Linked DNA regions of Mus musculus: region 1 is linked to region 2. A link is a contact called in public ChIA-PET data. All regions are on one chromosome and are shown on one strand. The core of a region is the stretch at or near the end of the contact, and the rest is flanking DNA. Distances in the headings are between cores, read along the strand shown.

Region 1 (7,358 bases), core at 4,679-7,178, 67 kb before region 2:
AGGTTCTGAGAAGAGTCATGCCTATATAAATGGCTATGCCTTTTCTTCCTTCTTTTCTTTCTTCCTTTTTTCCTTCCTTCCTTCCTTCCTTCCTTCCTTCCTTCCTTCCTTCCTTCCTTCCTCTGTCTCTGTCTCTCTGTCTCTGTCTGTCTCTCTCTCCTCCTCGTCCTTCCTTCCCCCTCTCTTTCTTGATTGTTATTCAAGTTGAAAGAGTAAATGGACATTTCCCCACTTTGGGTTTGGTGCTCAAAGAAATTTCATACCACATGGGGGACCAAACCTATCACCTCAAGGATGAGCATTCATTATGTCAAATGAGCAGGGGGATTAGAGAGCAGTTTGCATATGACAATGCAGAAGTAACAGATATGGCTGACCCGAGACAGTGGGAGAGAAGTGTGGAGCATAGTTAACCAGGAAATGTTGAAGAGGAGAAATCCCCACTCCCCGAGGACTGTGCCACTGTCCCTGCACTCCAAGCCTGGATGTTGAGCCCTAGGATACCTTTCAGCCTGGCCTCACATCCAGACACAGTGCTGTCACTCACGACTTGATCTTTAGCCTTTGGGGTCACTGAAACAGGTTTCAGGCTCCAAACTCATAGGTTATCTCATAGGTTGTGCATCTCGCTGCTGAGGTGCCCGACATCTGCCTGGGTGAATAGACAGTATAGTGTGGTGAGCTATGTGGGCCTGGCATGAACCTGGCTCAGATCAAGGCAGGGAGAAGATTCAACCTTGACTCCCTTTATCCCTTTGACTTTGTGCACAATAGCAAAGAAGGGTGGATCTGATGTCCCTAGGCTAAGGCCGAAACTCACACTGAGCCAGCCCTTGTCCCTTATCCACATTTTCCACACCTGGATCCTGTCTCAGGACCTTTCAGAAATGAAAAAAGCTGGAGAAAAGGAGAAAGAAAGGAAAGAAGGAAAGAAGGAAGGAAGGAAGGAAGGAAGGAAGGAAGGAAGGAAGGAAGGAAGCTGGGGAAAGAAGGGAGGAAGAAAAGTGTCTGGGCTGCTTTAGGTTCAAATTCTTATGAGGGACAGACATTTTCCTTCCTGACTGACAGCTCCACGCTGTTTTAGTTAGCTACTGGAATCCAGAAGGCAGCTGCTGGGACTTCCGGGTTTTTGTGTTCCAGAGCTAGGAACTGCATCAGGTGCAAACTAGCAGAGCTAGTTTATTCAGAGACAATATCACTTCTGAGAGTGGAAGTAGACAAGAGCTGGAAAAAAGTCAAAGGGTCGGTGGCACCATGCAGGAGGGTGGGACATCTTTGCACAGCATGGCTTCCTCTGTGCGCGCTCATGTCTGCCAAGTTGAGGAGGGCTTTCTAGTTCTTCTGCCAAATGGCTTCTTTCATGTCAGCCTTAACGCCTTTCTTTATCCTACTCCTCTGCCACACTGCTTGGTTTTGCAGGTCACAAGTTTATAGGACAAAACCTCAACTCTACAAGAGGTCAGTGTTTGTCACATGTAGGCGTGTACAGCATTCTGTGGTAGATTCCAGGTTCCTAACTTCCACAAGCTTCCTACTGAGAAAAAACAAAACAAAACAAAAGGTGAAATAAACCATGGAGAAATCTATCCAAGGCGTGCACTGAGCACGGTCCATTACATCACACATTTGGAGATACCCTAAGAATGGTTAGCTTTGTCTTCCTTCTGCCACCCCTTGTGGCCTAGATGGTGATTTGGGAGAATGTGGGTAAAGGTGTGGAGAAACTGCTGATAAATGATGGAGTGAGTCCCATAGATGAGGGCCAGTCTCCCAACTGAAACTGAACTCATCTAAGTAAGGCCACCATCTTGCCTTCGAACCTACAGCTACGCACCAGTGGATGGTAAGCCAGTTTACCAAGCTCCTAGAGCATAAAAATACCAATCAGAATGCTTCCCTCTCACCTCCAAATATTCCCTTCTAGGAGGGCACTTTTTGTTTTGTTTCTATTTGTTAGAGAAGTACTGCTCTATCTCTGGCTGTCCTGAGGGTCTTATTTATCTTTACGAAGTACTCAGTGGAAATGTAGCCTTGAATCCACTATGCTCTGGCTCAGTCTTACTCTCTATCCCCACCAACCCAAAAGCAAACTCACAGAAATATAGTCTTATTGATTGATTGATTGATTGATTGATTGATTGTGGTGCTATGGATTGACTACAGGGCACCAAAGTCTGCTAGTTAAGTATCCTGTGGAGGGTTGAAACAGACCTGCCTCCCATAGGCACATGTGGTTGGACACTTGGTCCCCTGTTATGGGTACTGTTTGGGGAACCTATGGAATTTTTAGGAGGTGTTGCATTGCTGGAGGAACTATCTTCACTAAGGGTGAGCTTGGATTTCTTTATAGCCTCTCTCTACTTCCTGCCCTGCTAGCTTTCTGTGTGGATGAAATATGATCAGACAACCTCCTGCTCCTGCAAATGTCATGTGTTCCCCATAATTATGGACTCTAACCCTTTGGAGGCATAAGCCAAAATAAACCCTTTCTTCCTTAAGTTACTTTTAGTTGTGGTATTTTATTCCAGCAACAGGAAAGAAACTAATATATACTCCACCTCTCAGCTACATGTTCTGTGCTTTTTCTCCCCAAGTTCCTAGCTTAGCAAGGTGTGGTTGAATTGGTTGTTGGTAATTCTGGCAGCATGTTCAAAACTCTCACAAAGTTTAAGCATCCATTTTGCAAATATTAACTTTTTTTTTTTTTTTTCCGAGACAGGGTTTCTCTGCATAGCCCTGGCTGTCCTGGAACTCACTCTGTAGATCAGGCTGTCCTTGAACTCAGAGACCCGCCTGCCTCTACCTCCCAAGTGCTGGGATTAAAGGCGTGCGCCACCACCGCCTGGCAGAAATACATCTTTAATTCATCTTTCCTTCGATAATGGTCTAGTAAGGTTAATGACAGAAATAAGAAGCAAGGGAAGCCCATCCCATAGTATTACATCCCTAGGAACATCAACAATGTTTTGTGTCTTGGTGGGACTAGTAGTCAGATCTGAAAATATTGAAGTTTCACAGAGAAATAAACAGCAAAGTCCAGGGAATCCTGACTTGTCTGGATTTTAGTTACCCATCAGCCTTTGTTCTCTTTACACCCTGGTCCTTCCTCCAGCCTGGACCTTTTTGGTGGGCTTCCTCCCACCACACACACCATGTCATGATGACAGGCTTCTTCTCAGAGTCTGTGCTCTTCCCTTCAATCCCTTGGCCATGCAGTGTGCCCCTATGTACAGCCAAATTAGCCAGTCAGGTTCATTCCCACTGGATGTCTCCTTTACATACTGGTTCGACCAAAGAACCTCTGACCTAGAGCTAGTTGTCAACCCACTCTTGCTCGAGTTCCCGCCCAACTCCAGCTACTTTCTTTACTTCCCAATAAACCTTGTCTGCCTGCCCCTTTTCTACTGGCCTTGCTCATTCCTCTGTGCTCCCGTGGTAATGGACTCTGCTCCTACCCAGTAAACTGGCAAAGGTTATGGGGGGATGAGATGGAAACTCAGATCCACTCAGGCCATGAAGCAGAGTGGTGATCCCCAGCTGTGTGACCTTGGGAGCATTCAGAGATAGGGAGAGTTGTGTAAAGGCCATGAGGTGAAGAACTCTTGGCTGCCCAGTTATCTCTGTGCACAGTAGGACAAGGTAGGATTGTATAGGACTATTTAGGACAATATAAGACTATATAGGACAATAGGAACACCTTCTCAGGGTTGCAGTGAGAGTTGAATGGCAGCCAGAAGCAGTTGCATATATGGTTGTGTATGTATGACTGGTTTCTGTTTCAGGGAGCTCAGCTTAGAGCTCATTGAGGACCTGCTCAGCAAAGGTTATGGGGGATGAAATGACTGTCCAAACATCCGTAAGCACTAATTCAGATGGGTTTGTCAATAACAAGGACATGAGGCTCAAGCCCCTTATCAGTAGTGATAAAGAGGTAGGGAGAATAATTATCCTCGAGATAACGTCAATCCTGGAACCTTCTTGCCTCAGGCAGCTGCTGATAACTATGCCTCATTTCTCTCTTTGGACTACTGACCCAAATCCTTATCCTGCTTAGCCTGACATTCCTGGCATTCTAACTCTCTAACCTCCCTCCATACATGCAAATGCCTAGAACTAAACCAACTCTGCTCTGAGTTTTTACTCCAAAAATGTTGCTTACCTCATTTCCCCCTCCTTGGGTAATGGCTCCTATCCATTGATAGAAATGAATAAAAAGACTTGGGGAGAGGTGAAGAGCGGAGTCATAAAGTTCCGTAGGTTCTGACAAGATCAGATCAGGTGCATTCATGAAACCACCATAGACTCAAACTGTAATCATTAGCAGCCACTGGATCTCGGAAAAAGGAGATGGCTCAGTGGGTAAGAGGGCTTGCTGTACAGGCATGAGGACTGGTGTTCAGATCCCTAGCATCCATGTAGCAAGCCACCTGTAGCCATTCCACTGTAACTCTAGTATGGATCCAGGCATAGGCAGGAAGATTACTGGGGCTTGCTGGCTAAAATTCTAGTTCTACGTTGAGAGATTTTTGTCTCTGGAGAATAAGGTGGAGATAGGGCAAGTCACAGCACACGCACACACACACACACACACACACACACACACACACACACACACACACACACAAAGAGAATAGATTCTGTGGGTAAGGTTTTGAGGAGGAAAAGGCTTATCAAGGACAGATGTGGGCCAAATGTAAATCCTCGGTGAAGCGGCATAAAGACTGTTGGGGTCTCTTGGAGTAATGTTCCTACAGCTTCTCTGTCAATGTGAATTTACATCAAATGGAAGTTTAAAGGAAGCCGACAGAGGACACTCTTGTGAGGGGACTGTTGCTATAGTGTCCCTTGTCTGTCTTGTGATCATAAAAAAACAAAAACAAACCCAACACCCAATTAAAAAATATCCCCAAGTAGTGCTGAGGGGGTGAAACATGAGTTTGAATCTCATATCTCATTATCTAGCCCCTGTTATGTTTCTTATCTGTTGTATGCCTCAGTTTTCTCTTCTGCAGAATGAGTATAGAAATGCCATCTACCTAAAATGTCGCCATGAAGCTTAAATGTGTTCCTAATTGTTCAATGTCTGGTACATACTAGTTGTTACTGTGATTTGTATTTTATGTAAGTGCATAGCAGCCTGGATACTGTACACAAACACTTTTCTCCTTGTAGAGTAGAAAATCCAGCAATAGCTTTTTATTAATTTAAGGTTAAGTAGCAAGAAAACAGATGTCACTAAGGTAGGCCCAAAACCCTCCATCACTTTCGCAAAGAGACAGGGTGGTGCCTGTTTATAATCACAGTATTTTGGAAGTAGAGGCAGGGTCAGGAGTTCGAGATGAATTTCTGGCCAATGGAAGATAGACAAAAACCCTATCTCAAAAACCAAAACCAAAACAACAAACCACTACTACCCAACCAAAACCCAGTACACTCACAACACCCACACCCAAGCTTGTGCCCCCACATGGCCCAGGAACTAAGGGTAGCATTGATCCTAATTCCTTCCCTTGGAACATTACTCTCTCCAAGGTGTGTCCTCTGAAGGTGGTATCAGTTCCTAGGGCCAGACCTAGCAGCCCTCACTGCAGTGTCAAGGTCTAATCTGTCACTCCCAGGGCCAGTTTTAAGTCAGTGCCCCTGGGGCTGAGATCTGCTTTTGCCTGAAAGCCAGGCAAGATGCAGTAAGCTCTGGGAAGCCACATGGCCTTGGGGTGAGATGGTGAAGGTAGTGGGGGGTAGGGGTAACAAGGTGAGGAGTGGGTGGGGGGGTCTTCCACCGCCCCCAGCCCCCTCCTTCCTTTCTTTTTCCCAATTCCCTCACCCCAGCTCTCTACTGCACCCGCTTTCCTCCCCGCCCTTTCTCCCGCCCCGCCCCTCCTTTCTAGCTCCGTCCCTCCTCTCCTGCCCCGCCCCCTCCCGAGGCCTGGGCCCGGGCGGGCTCCCTCCTCCGCCCCCTCCCTCCCCCTCGCCGCCTCTCTTCAGGTTCCTGGTTAAGATGGCGTCCCCGGTGGCCATCGCGGCGCAGGCTGGGAAGCTTCTGCGAGAGCGAGCGCTGCGGCCGCTCCTGGCGGTCAGGTCCCAGGTGAGCGCGGCCCGGGCCACGCGAGCCACCCGCCGTGGTGCCCCATGCTCCGCGGCCTCTTCGCCCCGCGCGACCCCTGGCGATCCGGTGCTCCCCGCAGCGCGGCGGGCTGTGCGGCGTCCGAGGTGTCGGGGATCGCGGGGGTCAGAGTGCACACCCCACGACCCGGATCGTTCTAATGGCTCCCATCAGCCTTGCCCGGGCACTGGCACCCCGCGCTGGGGGCGAGTTCCCAAAAGTTGGGCGCACTGTTGGAACGCAGAGGTTTCTCAGCCGCTTACTGGCTCTGCCCGGGGGCGGCTCTAAGCCCGAGCTCGCTCGGCAGCCACGTGCTCGCTCCCCAGACTCCCGAGGCAGCTCACCTGCCCCAGTCAACCCCGCGGGGTGTCGCTTGTGACCCCCTTGTGCTTGTCTGTGGGGACCTGCAGGGGTCCAGGAGGATAGTAGAAGTGGAGTCTTGTATGAAAGGCCTGTGTGAAAACTCCTGCCTGCCCACTTGGTCCGTGCCTCCTAGAGACTTAACTAGTGTTAGACTCAGCAGCTCCTTCCTCCACGTTGCTCTCTTGTTGAATTTACCTTCTTCCATTGCAAGCGTCGCAGTAGCGAGGCTTTGGAAGGGAAATTGTGAGTTGGCATTGACACTTGGGAGAAGTCATCCAACTACTAGTCTTCCTACTTTCTCTAGTTTACCCGCCCCGCCTCCCCCCCCAACCCCCCCCCCCCCCCGCAAGAAAAACTTTCCAGTCCAATGAGAGGCAAATCACTACATTCTGACCAAGGCATGCATAGGGCACTAGGAAAAACGAAAAGAAAATAACTTACTAATGATTTTTTTTTTGTTTCTCTAAACTTTGGATCATTATGACATCTGTGAAGGTTTTTTTTTTCTTCTTTTCATTACCTGACATTCCATTTCTCTGTTATTGTTAATGGGAATTTAAGAGGCGCTAATAGTTATTACTGTAATATCCTTAACAGGCACTTGACAGTATGGTGGGTAAAGGAGAGGGATGGCGGTTTGTCTAATTAAAATCACAGATACCTGCTATAATAGAGTGAGGAGAGATCTCCAGGCGATCTGAGTCCTGTTCATTATTTAAGTGTTATATATAAAAAAACAAGAGCTGGGGTGCTGTTGCAGTAGGTTTGAATTGATGAGAAACATGGAGCCTAGGGCAGTCAAAAATGAAGAGTGAGAAATGATTGTTCAGAGAAACCTAAAACAGAATGTTTAGCTGGCTGGCGTATGTTGTCACCTTCCCTATCCAAGTTG
Region 2 (6,874 bases), core at 2,941-5,440:
TCATTGGTGTCATAAGCCAGGGAAGACTGCTGTTTGCTTTCTTCCTGTGGAACCTTCCGTGGTTCCTTGTGGTACCATGAAAGCTAGTCCCCAGGGCGGAGGCCTCAGGTCAGCTCCAGCTCAGGGGTTCCGGGGCTTTTTATCTGAAGTGCACGGTGTCCCCAGCAGTAGGGATTTATTTATCATCCATGTCTGGGGCCAACCAAGGGCAATAGCAAGAGCCTGTAATGTTTTCAGAGTCTCTTGGTCAACCCTGACCAGCAACTTAAAAGGGGCCTTCTTATGCTAGGTGTAGGGGTTTTGTTAGATGTAGGGGCCTTTGGCTCTAGGAGGCAACATCATCAGCCCAAAATGAGAGAATTTCACTTAAAGGTATATTTATAATACAGACTTATATGTATTATAATTTTCTTAGGTAGATACTTAATAGTATGAAAATGTAATGTGGGAATCACATTATGACATTTAAAAAAATTTTTATCCCTTATTACCTTCTCTTGCCCCTCCCTCTCCCAGTGAATTTTCTCATCTTCCAAGCCTAGTACCTCTTCTGTTTCCATACCACTCCCCAACTCTGTCCATCAATCTGTCAGTCTCTCTTTCTGTACTTTTTTTTTTTTTTTTTGACATTTTTGATCGAAAAAGCCTCATGGCAGGTTTATTTAGATTGTCTCTACGCTGAGTGTTGCTCATTGCTGGTGGATAGTACCTGTAAGACGACAGTGTTCTTCTTCCTGTTATTAAGTGTCCTCTCCTCTCTCCCTAGGCCGGTCACTTAACCCCCCGAAGATGGCTGAACCTGCAGGAGTACCAGAGCAAGAAGCTCATGTCAGAGCACGGAGTGAGAGTGCAGAGGTTCTTTGTTGCCAACACTGCTAAAGAGGCTCTGGAGGCAGCCAAGAGATTGAGTAAGTTGTTCCAGGGGGTGAGCACTGACTGCCATCAGTGAAGACAGGACAGGGCTTCCCATTTCTGTCTTTGTATCTTACCTGGGTTATCTTACCTGGGTTATCTTACCTGGGTTATCTTACCTGGGTTATCTTACCTGGGTTATCTTACCTGGGTTATCTTACCTGGGTGGGAATTTTGAATTGCAAAAGCAGAAGAGTACTTAAATTAGGAAAACGTGATTCTTTCTCTTGAGATAGTAGCACATGGGGTCGGTCACCTTGTGGAAATTTCTCTCAAGTTTTTCTTTGTGCCCTCTTCTATCAACTATAGCTTAGTGGTGGAAAGAGATAGGGCAGGTAGATTGGACATGAGAGTGGCATCCTTCTAGAAACCCCTTAAAAGCTGGAATGAGTGGTTGGAAGAGCACGGGGTAGGCAGGCGGCAACGTTAGATTTGTTAGGTAGTCCATGTTGGCCTTCGACTCGTAATTCTCCTACTGAGGCTGAGTGCTGACATCACAGATGTGTGCTGGTGGAGCCTGGGCAAGAGCAGCGTTTCAAAGCCCAACTCTTTTGTCCTCCCATGACCAGTTCTAACTGTCTATGAAGTCCTCTTCATTTCTGTCTCTCTGATTCATTAGCTATAGAGCAAAGCTGTGTTTCCCACCCATCATTGTCTTCAGGGCCTTATTCATTGTAGTCATGACAGGTCTCAGCTGTACCTCTAGCTGATGGTGGAGAATCAGATCCTGCCATCTTCTTTCCAGTGTAATATTTTAAAGATCCTCTTATTGTTACTTAAATTATCTAGTATAAATAAAATGGAAACCACATAGTATATTTAAAATCTATAGTAGTCTTTGAAAAGAAAGAAAGTAATAGGTAAAATTAATTTTGATAATACATTATATGTAATATACCCAGTCGGTTGCATTTTATCATGAGACTAATATTAATAAGTTATCAGTATTTTTCTCCTATTTCTTTTCTTTCTTTCGTTTCCCTGTTTTTGTTTTGTTTTGGTTTTTGTTTGTTTAAGATAGTTTATGTAGCCCAGGCTGGCCTTAAAGTCATTCTGTTGCTGACGATGATCTTGAACTTGTTCCTGTCTGCCTCCCGAGTGGGAGGATTATAGGCTTGTAGCATTATCTCTGGCTCATGTGCTCCAGGACTCAAACCCAGGACCGCGGGCATCATGTAGGTGAGAATTCTAACAAATGAGGTATCCATAGGACTGAAGTCTCACAAATCTTGTTCTTATCTTATACTATAACACGCTCATTTCACATGAGTCTCACGTCAGACGTTCAGCAGATACTGTGTCAGCTGGGCTATCTGGGACAGTGTAGTTCTGGACACTAGAAGGATTTGAATGTACCTACAGCCTTAGGGCTCAGTTTTTTCCTGCTAGTCTTGGAGAAGCACCCTACTGTGCTCTGTAACCCAGTAAAGGATGATTCCCTAGACTTATCCAAAAGGGACAAGTTTTGTTTTAGGGGTTTGAAAATGAGAACAAAAAAGTAAAGTGAAGTTGGTCTTAGCTTTTCCTTGGCCCATTTTTCAAGGCCGAGGCAGAGTCCTGGTGTTGAGGCAGCAGCTCATTCAGTGAGCAAGCAGACAAGCAAGCAGGCAGGTTCACACTCAGAGAGCAGCTCATTCAGTGAGCAAGCAGACAAGCAAGCGGGCAGGTTCACACTCAGAGAGTAGTTGCTCTAGACTGAGGGAGCATCTAGTTTCTGATGTTGGATTCTGTTGATCCGAGAGGAAATTGATGACATTTAAAAGGAGATGCTGAAATTGTAGGTTTAAAATGGAACAAACTGATAGTGAGTGTGAAAGGAGGTGTCTGTGTCATTGTCACTGGGATTGTCTACAGACAGCCAAGGAAAAGAATCTGGCCGAACTCCACAGTGCTCCTGTTCTCACCACTGCAGAGTGACAGGAGCCACAAGAACACTCTTACCAAATATGTTTGAGGGTAAGATTAAAGCTGTGAAGATGTATGTCTTCCTGATGGTGCTGAGATTTTATATATGAATGAGAGAGAGAGAGAGGCTGGGCTATAAAACCTTAAGAGGTCTACTTTGCCTTCTCAGGTTTTGACTCCTCAAGATTTACAACTTTTCAAAATGGCCCCACCAGTTGTGGTCTTCATGAACCTATGGGTACTACTTTATATTTTAGCTACAATGGACATTTTGAAGTAAAATGATATATTATTAAAGTTTTTGAAAATGTGCCTTGATATTAGGTATACCTATGTTCCAGTGTAGTCCCTGCATCCCCCTTCCTACATCTCTTTCTTTCATGGTATCTGAACCCATATACCCGGTCGTCTGGATCTGCCATGTTTGTAACTCTCTTGGACCAAACAGAATGCTACCTCTCAGCTCCCAAACGTTCTCATTGCTCCACATCTTCTGTGGTCCTCTTTTGTATTTAGTCAGTTACCAAATCTTGTCAATAATTAGCTTAGCATTTTTACTTTATTGACAGAGAAGCAGGCAATGTAAGGTTAAAACACTTGTCAACATTGTGAAGTTAATAATCAACATAGACGGGATTTGCCCCCAGCTCTGTTAGATTAGATACTGCCCCTCATGCCTTTTCCTCATGGCTGACTCTTGGTGATGCTCTAGGGAGATGGTTTGTGTGCGTCAGCATGTTTAAGATGGAAAATGCGTATTAATAAAATTAGAAGGTTGTATTAAAACTTGATATAGAAGGATCTTAGATGCAGTTTATAAGACCTGTAATTTGTGGATATTAATGATTCATTTTGTTGTTTCTCTTTGGGCAACAGAACATTTTGCTGTCTGGTTGTAGAAGCTTGTTAAACTTGAACATTTGTTAAAGTGGTCAATGCTAAACTATTGTTTCTGGAATACAATTTATAGTTATAAGATTTTGAACAAGATCCTCATTGCCTTGCATTGAAAACAGGTTTATGCCTAACTGAAGAGAATAAGTTTGGCTTGGTAAATTAAGCTTTTACCATATGAGCAGTTCACTTATGCAGAAGTTTACAAGAGCATCTGAGTATGCTCTAAAGAAGGACCGATTGGGCTGGAGAGATGGCCCAGCGGCTACAGCTGCATCCACGCCTCATCCACCTGACTTTGATTCCTGGGACCAATGCTAGAAGTAGAGAACTGATTGCGTGCGTGCACACACACACACACACACACACACACACACACACACAATAAATATCTCTAGGAGCCTTAATAAGGCATATCAATGCGTGCTTTCTTTTCATTTGGACTATGGAATTCAGAGGTGGTGAGAGCAAACCCACTGTGCACAGGACTGGTGTGTACACTGCCCTTTAGTTCTCTAAGCTGCACGGAGGATGTTGGTATAACTCAGAAGTGCTGTGATATAAACACAGATAAAACATGGGGCACTGCCACTCAATCTTCAGAATCTCTACAATTTGTTCCTTATTGTCTTCACATTGACTGAGGCTCTTGGCATTTCATTAAGCAGGAAAAAGTATATATGAAAACCTCCAGTTTTTTTTTTTTTTTTTTTTTTTTTTAAACTCAGGAAGGAGAATTAAATGGAGAAATTAATCTTCTCTGAGCTAGCGACATCCATCTGAGATGCAGATGGGAGCTCTCACTGGTATCGGCTAGCTTGGGCTGCTTTCAGCTAGAGCATGTTTCCATTCATCAATATAAGAACTTAACTCTGTTTTATATAATTACATCCTGAAGCCTGGCAAATTACTCGCCATTAAGGAATTGTACTTCCTGTCTTAAGGGAGCTGCTCCCCACTGACACTGAGTGGCAGCTGCTGTTGATCCTGAGACAGTTAAACACAGCAGCCTCCGGAACTATTGAGGCTTTGCCATGCGCGGTTGAGGTCTTCCTTTGTACTGAGCGGATCTTTGTCTTACAGTGACAGTCAAGGCTAGCTTTGATCTCTGTGAAGTAAATACTCATTTTAGCAGCCTCTCATGAGTCTCAGGATCAGCAATGCAATGATATAATTTGAGTCCCCTGGGTGTGTGTTCCCCTGAAGTTCAAGAAGGTCTGCTTTCCAGAGCTAGCAGTGCTGGTGCCAGAATGAAAGTTCTTGGGCTGAGTCTAATGTCTTTCTGCCTGCCAGTGGCCTCTTTGGTGCTTTTACCATTTCTGAACCTGATTCTCTGGCCTTGATGAGTACGTGAGCTTCCTAATACTGTTTTTTTTTGTTTGTTAGTGGTGTTGTTTTGTTTTTGTCTTTTTTATTTTGTTGCGAGTGCCTCTGTGTGTATATGTGTGTGTGTGTGTGTGTGTGTGTGTGTGTACGTGTACATGTGATTATTTCATGTGGAGCACCTTTTCTTTTGACGCCCTTCCCTCCTTTCCTCTACCCCTTTGTGTAGCTTAGTCTTGCACTTGGGCTCTGACTACTGCTAGGCCAGCCTTGTAATGAAGGATCTACATCCACATCCCACAGAGTTACCTTCTGGTTGGTGCTAGTAAGCCTGGCTTGTCCAGATGAAAAGCACTCAACATAGGTCCTGGACATGGAGGTTCACCATAGCAGTGTTGTGCTGCAGGAAGTTACCACCTATGCAAGCTATGCACGGGTTCCTAAGAGTATCTGAGTTGACATTAATAGTTGGCCTAACTGTATTCCTGGAAATAATTCCATTCATCAGCCTTTAATGACATTTCCCATTATATGTATTTTAGCAGAGAAATCGCTCTCTTCTAAAATGTTCTTTCTCTTTTTTCTGGTTCTTCAAATATGAATGGGCTTCTCCTTGGAAGACCTCAGGGCAGGGTTATCCTTTCAGTAACTGTCTTGTGTCCCTGAACAGAAGCAACAGGAGAGCTGTGGAGTCAGGGCCTCCAGGGCCTCAGGCAGGCTCTGGGAGGCAGGCCGAGGGGACTGACTGTACTTGGAGCTTCGGTTCAGTCTCCTTAGAAACGGTGTGAACATGCTTTGGAAACCTGAGCTGGCGTTCGGCAGTGTGAGAATACAACACTTTGGAAGCCACAAAGATTCAACCTTCTGGCCCAGACCACATGCCTGGCATCCTGTCAAATGTGCGACTCCATTGTTTCATGCAGTCTTCACTTAAACCAAAGGAAACGAATCAGATTTCTGTGTGTCCTTCCGTGTGTCTCTATTATGTGCCTTTCGTGGAGTCAGGTATCAACTTGTTTTTAAAACCTGCTCATTGCCAGTGAACAGGAGAGTTGTGTTCCACACAGCCTCATCTCCCAGGGCCTCATCTTCCAGAACTTTGCTATACATTATTTACTCTGCTCTGTCTTAGTTCATTTGTGGGCTGTACTCGTGAGTGTTCGCTGAGTGTCTTAGACAGTTGAAATTGCAGAAAACGTGCTTGGAGGAAATGGCCCAGGGCTCGTGTTGTAGGACCTCTCTGTGGATGTTAGGACTTTTAAAAAGAAACTTTAAACACATAAACCTCTAGTAATTTTCAAGATGTTTAAATACATACAGCTCTAATAATTTTCACGATGTTTTAATCTTGGAAAACCCAGAAAAGTAAAAAGCAACATCAAAACTAAAAATTTTTTTTAAAAAGAAAACTAAAAATCTTCTTTTATTCCATTATCCAAGGGGAACCTGTATTAACATTAATATTTCCTTTCATATTTTCATGTTAATATATTTTTTCTTTCCTTCATTATTTGATTGTATCTATATGATTAAATAGTATAATTGCAAGGTAATGAATTTGCTTATAAATTTAGAAAACAGTGAACATTTTAAAAAATCTGCATGCTTATCACTTAAATAGTATTTTTTTCTTAAAAGTATTATTTTTATTATTGCATAGTGTCCGCATTGACCATCATATTTCATGCTGTGAATCTTTTGTCCTATTGTCATATCGGTGGAAGATTCGTTAGCATTCCCTAGCCCAGTTTAGCTCAGATAAGAATGATCCCCACGTGGGAATCCCCACGCGGCGATCTTATTCAGCCCCAGCGACTTTCACTCCCTTTATCCTCTCACT

What was found. ChIA-PET counts read pairs in DNA pulled down with a chosen protein or histone mark.
Region 1: a contact with region 2 is called in an REV-ERBa ChIA-PET map of liver, with 4 times the contacts expected there. The contact joins the promoter of Suclg2 here to the enhancer-like site in region 2. A contact is called at or near these places in 2 of 39 promoter capture datasets (both in liver), 7 of 484 Hi-C or Micro-C datasets (the N1E-115 cell line and liver), 5 of 115 datasets of contacts at active chromatin or transcription factors (bone marrow-derived macrophages, embryonic stem cells and liver) and 4 of 9 other capture datasets (adipose tissue, embryonic stem cells, liver and 1 more).

What each region holds. Positions count from the first base shown.
Region 1 is chr6:95,717,416-95,724,773 of GRCm38.p6, reverse strand. It overlaps Suclg2 (succinate-Coenzyme A ligase, GDP-forming, beta subunit), which reads left to right and starts at 5,928. Exons shown (of 11, transcript NM_011507.3): 1 at 5,928-6,085. The coding sequence starts at 5,999.
Region 2 is chr6:95,649,492-95,656,365 of GRCm38.p6, reverse strand. Suclg2 (succinate-Coenzyme A ligase, GDP-forming, beta subunit) reads left to right here. Exons shown (of 11, transcript NM_011507.3): 2 at 767-908. Among named protein-coding and RNA genes, the nearest start is that of Suclg2, 66 kb to the left of the region's middle. Within about 2 kb of position 4,190, at least 36 of the 459 cell types and tissues checked have an H3K27ac peak or open chromatin away from gene starts, as enhancers often do. A contact at or near this core is called in the N1E-115 cell line and liver, where this site is marked.